2 separate regions of the Hordeum vulgare genome follow, and region 2 is linked to region 1. The links are chromatin contacts, called in public Hi-C maps. All regions are on one chromosome and are shown on one strand. Each heading gives the region's core, a stretch centred on a gene start, on an enhancer-like site or on the middle of the called end of the contact. The rest is flanking DNA. Distances are from core to core; before and after follow the strand shown.

Region 1 (4,012 bases), core at 1,485-3,984:
TAGGTTCAACCTGGCAATTTCTATATCCCAGTGACAAAAGGGGACAATATGCGCCTTTGTGTTGGTGCTACTAAGGATAAAATGATGTGGTTTATTCATATTGCTTGAGTTTACTTTGTCAACATCATGTCATTGTTCTCTATGCATTACTCTGTTTTACTTAACACTCTAGATGCATGCTGGATAGCGGTCAATGAGTGGAGTAATAGTAACAGGTGACGCATGAGTCGTCCTATTTGTTTATGGACATGATGCCTATATACACATGATCATTACTGTGAAAATGACATAACTATCCGCTTTTCTTCCAGTTGCCCAACATTAATTTGTTTACCCATCGTATGATATTTTTCCATGAGAGATGCCATTAGGGAAAGTTATGGCCCCGGGTCTATTCACAACATATTGATAAAGCCTTCATTACCTTGCTGCCATTTACTTGTTTTTATTTCATATTGCTATCTACAATTATCTACATGCCTCACTTGCTTGCAAATAACAAGACAACATGATTGACAACCCTCTTGCCCGCATTGGGTGCAGATTGTTTGTTATTTTGTGTGCGGCCGATGAAGACGGTTGTGGTTGATATTCCTATTGGTTCGATACCTTTGTTTCATAACCGAGAGAAATGCTTAGCCACTTTGTGTTGCGATAACCCGTTCCTCTTCACGAAAACCCAGCGCAGATCATGAGTATCACTCATGCCATGCTTAAATAGCTATGGGTGGATAATGATTTATCTTGTGTGTCAACATCCATTGAAATGGTGGTGATGTAGTATGTTAGTATGTTATTCTCCTGTGAGTAATTCAAGTAGCTTGACTTGGCACATGTGCAACCATGTAGTTGATTCAAAACCAATGCAACCTTCCTAATATTTATATTCAGCGTGTTTACATCCTACTCATGCTAGTGTTCATCGTTAATTATTTTCAATGCATGATTATGACCATTTTCGCTCTCTATCTGGTCGCTTCTCAATCTAATTGCTAGCCTTCACCTGTACTAGGCGATAATACTGCTTGTGCATCCAAAATCCTTAAATCCAAGTTGTTCCAAATGAGCCCACTATACCTACCTACATGTGGTATTGCCCCGTTGTTCCAAGTAAATTTACATGTGACACCTCTACTCACTCAAATAAACATCTATTGTGTGTGCTCGTACTCCTCCTGGAGCAAAAGAACGGTTAGTATCTTCCAAGGTAATGAGGTTATTTTCAAGATGGGGGTTTATTTGCCTATCATTACACGAGAGAGGCTGATAATTGTTGCCAAAAGTATGTGGAAGTGATAAGAAAACAATAAAAAATATAGATAGGTCGAGATGTATCAAGGCTCGTACTCACTACACCGAGATGGTGTTGGAAGACTGGCGGCTTGCATTCCTACGGGCATAGGCCGAACAGGAGTACAACGTCCGCCTTCGTGACAAGCACCGACGCGCAGAGGAGCAACTCGCCGCCAACCCGACCATCGCGAGGGTGTGTACGTGGGCGAGAACGAGGTGTTGCTTCCGTACTTCCACACCGTTTTGTGAATCCTGCCACTACCACTCGCGGTACCGTGTCCGTTAGGCACAGCTAGCCTTCAAGGAGCTCGACGAAGCGGAAGATGAAGTCTACAACAAGGATGACGAGGACAAAGACGTCGCCAGCTCCTCGGCGCCTCGCCGGCACGACGACGATGTCGTCATGTCAGCAGGCGCCGTCGATAGCGAGGAAGAGTAGAGCATGCAAGGTTGTTGGTGCTCGGGGTCCCACGAAGTCCACGACTCCTCCCGTGTCGTTGAAGCCAAGCTTGGCGAGCTGATCATCGTCGGCGGATTAGCAACAAGCAGGCTGCGAAGGCAAAGCTTCATTTTATGGGGCTCATGGCCGATCGGACACGAGGAAAGGACGTCAACGATCATCTTAGGCTAGAGTTAGAGTCCGGTCTAGTTTAAATATGTCAAAAACTATCCGATTTTATGTAAAATTATCCAAGTAGAAATGAATATGGTTGAGTAGTTTAAATATGCATCAAATTTATTCAATTTCATTAAATTTCAAACAAAATACAACTGGATATATGCGACTAGTTTTGAATGGCTATTTCCCGCATTAGCATTCGCGGTCTGACTTCCCCCAATTTGTTGATCGGATGCAGTGTTTTATTTTTTAGGATCGGCGTTGGAGGTGGACTAGGTGGATCCGGATCCGTGGCAAAGGAGGACGTCGATGAGCCAACGGGAATGTATCTGGTGCACCCGTACTTGTGGTGCTATCGATGCACCGGATGCTATATAACATCTCGAAAAATCTGAAAAATAATTAGCACGTTAGCACAACATCGATGTAGGATGTCACAAAAAATCATATCAAAATTCAATATATTTTTTAAGATACAGAAATGACAAATTTGACATCAATGTAATAATGCGTCAAATCTAAAGCATAAGTTATGTTATATACTGTTCAGTTTTGAATTTGTCATTTTTGTTTTTTGATTTATGTTTCGAGTTTTGACTTGAAATTTTTATGAGAACATACATGGATGTTGTGTGAAAGTGATAATTTCTTTTTTCAGATTTTTTTTAAACCTTCTAAAAGCGCAACTTGAATTTGATGCACCGATAGCATCACAACCTCCGGTGCATCACATATTTTCCCCTGAGCCATCTTGAGATAATCCTTACCGTGGAGTGAAGAGGGCGTATTAGAAAACAGAAAACGTAACAGCACATCCAGGGCGTGGGGAGAAGCGCGTCTAGCCGTCTACTAAAAGAAAGGAGCTTCCCTTCCCCACCGGACCCTCCCTAACAAACCCCCGTTCCTGTTTTAAGATCCGATCTCCTCTTCCCCCCTCCCCCTCCCTCCCTCCTGACCACCCCCTCCTCGCGCTCCAGCTAAATCCACGCCACCGATGGCCCGCACGGGCCTCGCGGACGCTACGGCGCCGGACGCCGACGCAATGCCGGCCGCCACCAAGGACGCCGCCGACGTGCGCATGATCTCCACCAAGGAGCTGCAGGCGCACGCCGCCGCGGACGACCTCTGGATCTCCATCTCCGGGGACGTCTACGACGTCACGCCGTGGCTGCGCTACCACCCGGGCGGCGAGGTCCCGCTCATCACCCTCGCCGGCCAGGACGCCACCGACGCCTTCATGGCCTACCACCCGCCCTCCGTGCGCCCGCTCCTCCGCCGCTTCTTCGTCGGCCGCCTCTCCGACTACACCGTCCCCCCCGCCTCCGCCGACTTCCGCCGCCTCCTCGCGCAGCTCTCATCCGCGGGCCTCTTCGAGCGCGTCGGCCACACCCCCAAGTTCCTGCTCGTCGCAATGTCGGTGCTCTTCTGCGTCGCCCTCTACTGCGTCCTCGCCTGTTCCAGCACCGGGGCCCACATGTTCGCCGGCGGCCTCATTGGCTTCATCTGGATCCAGTCGGGCTGGATTGGCCATGACTCCGGCCACCACCAGATCACCAGTCACCCCGCGCTCAACCGCCTCCTGCAGGTGGTCTCCGGGAACTGCCTCACCGGCCTCGGCATCGCCTGGTGGAAGTTCAACCACAACACACACCACATCTCCTGCAACAGCCTCGACCATGACCCGGACCTCCAGCACTTGCCGCTCTTCGCGGTTTCCACCAAGCTCTTCAACAACCTTTGGTCAGTCTGCTACGAGCGCACCTTGGCGTTCGATGCCATATCCAAGTTCTTCGTCAGCTACCAGCACTGGACATTTTACCCGGTGATGGGATTTGCAAGGATAAATCTTCTAGTGCAGTCAATCGTGTTCCTCATCACACAAAAGAAGGTGCGGCAGCGTTGGCTGGAGATCGCCGGTGTGGCCGCGTTCTGGGTTTGGTACCCCTTGCTGGTGTCTTGCCTGCCGAATTGGTGGGAGAGGGTGGCTTTTGTGCTTGCAAGCTTTGTGATCACGGGGATTCAGCATGTGCAGTTCTGCCTCAACCACTTCTCATCAGCAGTTTATGTCGGGCCACCAAAGGGGAACGACTGGTTTGAGAG
Region 2 (3,773 bases), core at 779-3,278, 200 kb after region 1:
TCTAGGGCTCCATACGAGATCCATGCTAGCTCTTGGGCGGGCACCAACATTGTCTCTGCTTGATGGGACCACTTAATGGATGGAGATCGCGATAATCGCAAGGATATGGCCTCGTGAGGCACTAGCAATGCTACTCGTTTAAAAAAATTGGAACGAGGATAACATGAGGATCTTCAACAATAAATCCGCAACTACGGAATACATCTTTCGTAGGACATGTGAGGAGGCTCATATTTGGTTTAAAACGGATGTTGTACGTTTGAGTAATTTGATGTCTCGAGAGTAGGCTTTTTTTTCTCGGGTGGGGCGGCCTTAGGGCTTGTAGGATTTACAACCTCTTCCTTAATTCATGAATATGGTAAAGCTTGTGTCCTTTTCAAATAATAAATTATGTTGGACTACTGTTTAAACCAGCTGTAGACATGGATGAAATGTGTGCACAAAAGTCGTGGCTGGGCACGCAGGCAGGCAGCACGATGCATGTAGCTGTGCACGGGTGCAAAGATCATCACATGGTGAACCAATGACTGTTAGTTTGATTTGACCGCAATCAGCACCGAACATGTACATACAAATCGGTGATGCTTGAGGGGCACACGTTGTCTGGGGCAACGCCGATCGATGTCGATGTGTTCCCGACTGTGTGCCACCGTGTGCTGGCGGGCCAAGATAAATGTAAGAAACTAATACATATAATAACAAATTTGTTCATCAAAGTCGTTGTAGTATAGTGGTAAGTATTCCCGCCTGTCACGCGGGTGACCCGGGTTCGATCCCCGGCAACGGCGATTTTTTTCTGTCACTGAATCGTGTCGTCGTGCGTGCTCCTTCATTTTATTTTTATTTAGTTTAGTATTGTTCTCGCGGATGCTGCATGGCACATGCCTGATGCCTCTGTCTGAAGAAAAGCATCCCCGGCGACTCTTTGATCTGGCCATCTCCGCATCGCGATATCGACCGCCTGTGCACGACGCCAAAATGATCAATCGTGCCATCTGCTTCTCAGCTTCGTGGCCACTCGTGAACGGCGAACCTGACGTCGCACGGTGCGTCGAGCACTACGGCCTAATTTCATCGCACCGTGGCCGTGGAACACGCTCCACCTCCATGCCAACTTACTGTCTGTCAGGATCGTAGAGATGGGCGCCGACTTGCCTGCAGGTGCACGTATGCGCCACTGCGTACCCGCGGAAACTGACACAGAGGGAGTAGTTTATTTTTAAGCGGCATGTGTTTTTCCTTTATTTTTTGTCTCTCTTTGTTTCCCCTCACACACTCTTCTTTTCACCCTTTTTTTGAGCACTCTTCTTTTCCTTTTCAAGATGTGGGGCAATTATTGAAAAACTATAACTGGAGCCCTCTTCCGCATGGGCCAGCTCAATACGTGACAGACAATCTGGCCCACAAGAGGGCTGGACGTAATAAAAACAGGCAAACCCTATTTAGCGCCATAGGCGCCGGTTACACGCAAAATGTGCTAACTGGCGCCTGCAGCGCTCCACAATAGGCCGTCCCATCTAGAAACTCTTCATGAACATTTTTAGCTTCCGTGATTTTTTTAAAAAATCGGTGAACTTTTTTGAAAATCGACGATTTGTTTTTAAATCTTTGGTTTTTTTTAAGATCGATGAACATAATTTAAAATCCATGAACTTTTTTCAAAATCAGTGAAATATTTTTCAAAATCGATGATATTTTTTTCGAATTCTATGAACTTTTTTAAAAATGATGAACATATTTAAAAAAATCGGTGAACTTGTTTTCCAAATCATTGATTTTTTTTTCCCGCAAATCTGAGCTTTTTGAAAATTCTGTGAACTTTTTTCGGTTTTTTAATAACCAACGCACTTTACATGGGCTGGCCCACGAAGAGGGGCGCTGCAGGCGCCCGTTCCCCTAGTGGCGCCTGAAGCGCCACATAGGAGGTCCCATAAAAACATGCTATTTACGCGAGAGCTAAAAAAAATTACGGCCCACCATAGTGACCCGCATATGCTTTACGCGCAGAGAGAGCATACTGGAAGCCCACGTTCAGACTAGCTAGCCAGCGCACGTGCCGTGCACCAAAAATGGCCGAGGAAGGCAGCCTAGGCAGGCACATCGCCGCCGGTGACCCCATCCGGCCGCCGCGGCTGGAGGATGCGGGCCTGGAGGACTGCGCGCTCCCGCCGGAGTCCATCGCCGAGGCTTTCTCCCTTGCGGCGTTGGCCGTCTCCTCCCGCCTCTCCCTCTCCGACGACGAGGACGAGGACGGGGGAGATGCCCCCCTTGCGCCTCGTGGAGGCTGCGTGGAGGACGCGGGACCCACATGCGGGGCCGTCCCTGACGCCCTTTCTGGCGCAGTGGGCGGCAGCGAGGGCGGCGCCGACGAGGTCGTGGTCGTCGGCGGCGGTGGCGGAGGAGGCAGCGACGAGGTGGTAGTCGTCAGGCGCGGAGATGAGGAAGATAGGGTCGTTGTGGTCGGAGAAGAGCTGGGGCAGGAGAAGCGTTGCGGCAAGGGAACCAGAGAAGGAGAGCGGCGGAAGGAGGAGGAGGAAGAGGAGGAGATGGTGGAGAAGGCCATCTTGATGGAAGATTTCGCGTGAGCTTTGTGAGCTTTTCCTTTAGCCTGATGTTATTTCCCTCGTACTTTGTTGTTCGTTTAACCTGTAATGTAGTGAATCTCCCTATGAGGAAGGCAAGACTGGATTTATCTCAGATGTAGTGTTTGATTGTAAGATCATTACTAATGTAGTGTTTGAATTTAAGGTCGAATGACAGTATGTTAGTCTCTTGTGGCAAGCTACTTAGCATCAATGGTATTCGATTTAGTGCACCGCTGATGATTGTTGCTGTTTTCCTGTTCGATTGTTCAAAGAAGTTGGTGATAAGCTGTGAATGCAACTGACATTATTGGCTGTCCTAAGGGGAAACGTGCTAAGTTCACTAGCAGGTTAGAGTGTGGTTAGTGTGCAGGGGAAAGGGTGTACGAGTACATACATATAGCTGAGTAAATAGTTAAATAGCTTGAAGGATTTTTCATTGTATAACATGCTGGAAGATAAGTCACTGAGTCATTTCATTTCATTGTTGTGCCTATAACTTTGCAGCCCTGCAGGTAGCTTTCATGCTCAATCGTCTTCTCTACAACAAGATGAACTTAATGGTTCAAGTAATGATAAATGATTTCAGCTAAGTCATCTAACAACCTGTGCAACATAGATTGTGTGTGTGTGTGTGTGTGTTTTGCAACTGGCGCTTTTGATTGACCATCACGCTTCCTGGTAGGATTAGCCTGTTTCTCAAACATCGATATATAAATTTTGATTGGGTCAGAGATTCACAAAACTACCACTATTTGCAATTGTTAATATATTTGAAATATAATCATATGTCCATCTAGTCCTGTTTATGAGGTTTATGAGCTCTACATCCATTTGCTTCAGTGTTCCAACTTCCAAGTTAAGTCCTTGACCTGATTACTGGTGACCAACTCGCATTAAGTGGGAATGAGCGATTCATTTATGTGATCTCAAGTGCTTAAAGCATCTGTGATGCAGATGTTTGGAGAGGTGCTTAACAAATGATGCCCATCTTTTCTTGCCATCCAGGACAGATGCTAAGTTATTATTGTAGCATCGACACTGGTGCGCACTAGCGTTTAACAGATACTCCCTCCGTCTCATAATATAAGAACGTTTTTGAAGCTAAAGCAGGTTGAAAAACATTCTTATATTATGAGATGGAGGGAGTATTTGTGTGTATAACTACCTAACTAATAGAAAATACAACTA

What was found. A called contact is a pair of places that touch in the nucleus more often than the background predicts.
Region 2: a contact with region 1 is called in a Hi-C map of seedling, with 6 times the contacts expected there. The contact joins the promoter of LOC123395364 here to the promoter of LOC123394924 in region 1. A contact is called at or near these places in 4 of 6 Hi-C or Micro-C datasets (leaf and seedling) and 1 of 1 datasets of contacts at active chromatin or transcription factors (embryo).

What each region holds. Positions count from the first base shown.
Region 1 is chr5H:395,522,772-395,526,783 of MorexV3_pseudomolecules_assembly, forward strand. LOC123394924 (delta(8)-fatty-acid desaturase 2) reads left to right here and starts at 2,735. Exons shown (of 1, transcript XM_045089810.1): 1 at 2,735-4,012. The coding sequence starts at 2,907.
Region 2 is chr5H:395,721,571-395,725,343 of MorexV3_pseudomolecules_assembly, forward strand. It overlaps LOC123395364, which reads left to right and starts at 2,029. Exons shown (of 1, transcript XM_045090354.1): 1 at 2,029-2,815. The coding sequence starts at 2,070. The coding sequence ends at 2,585. TRNAD-GUC (a tRNA gene) reads left to right here and starts at 717; the gene lies at 717-788.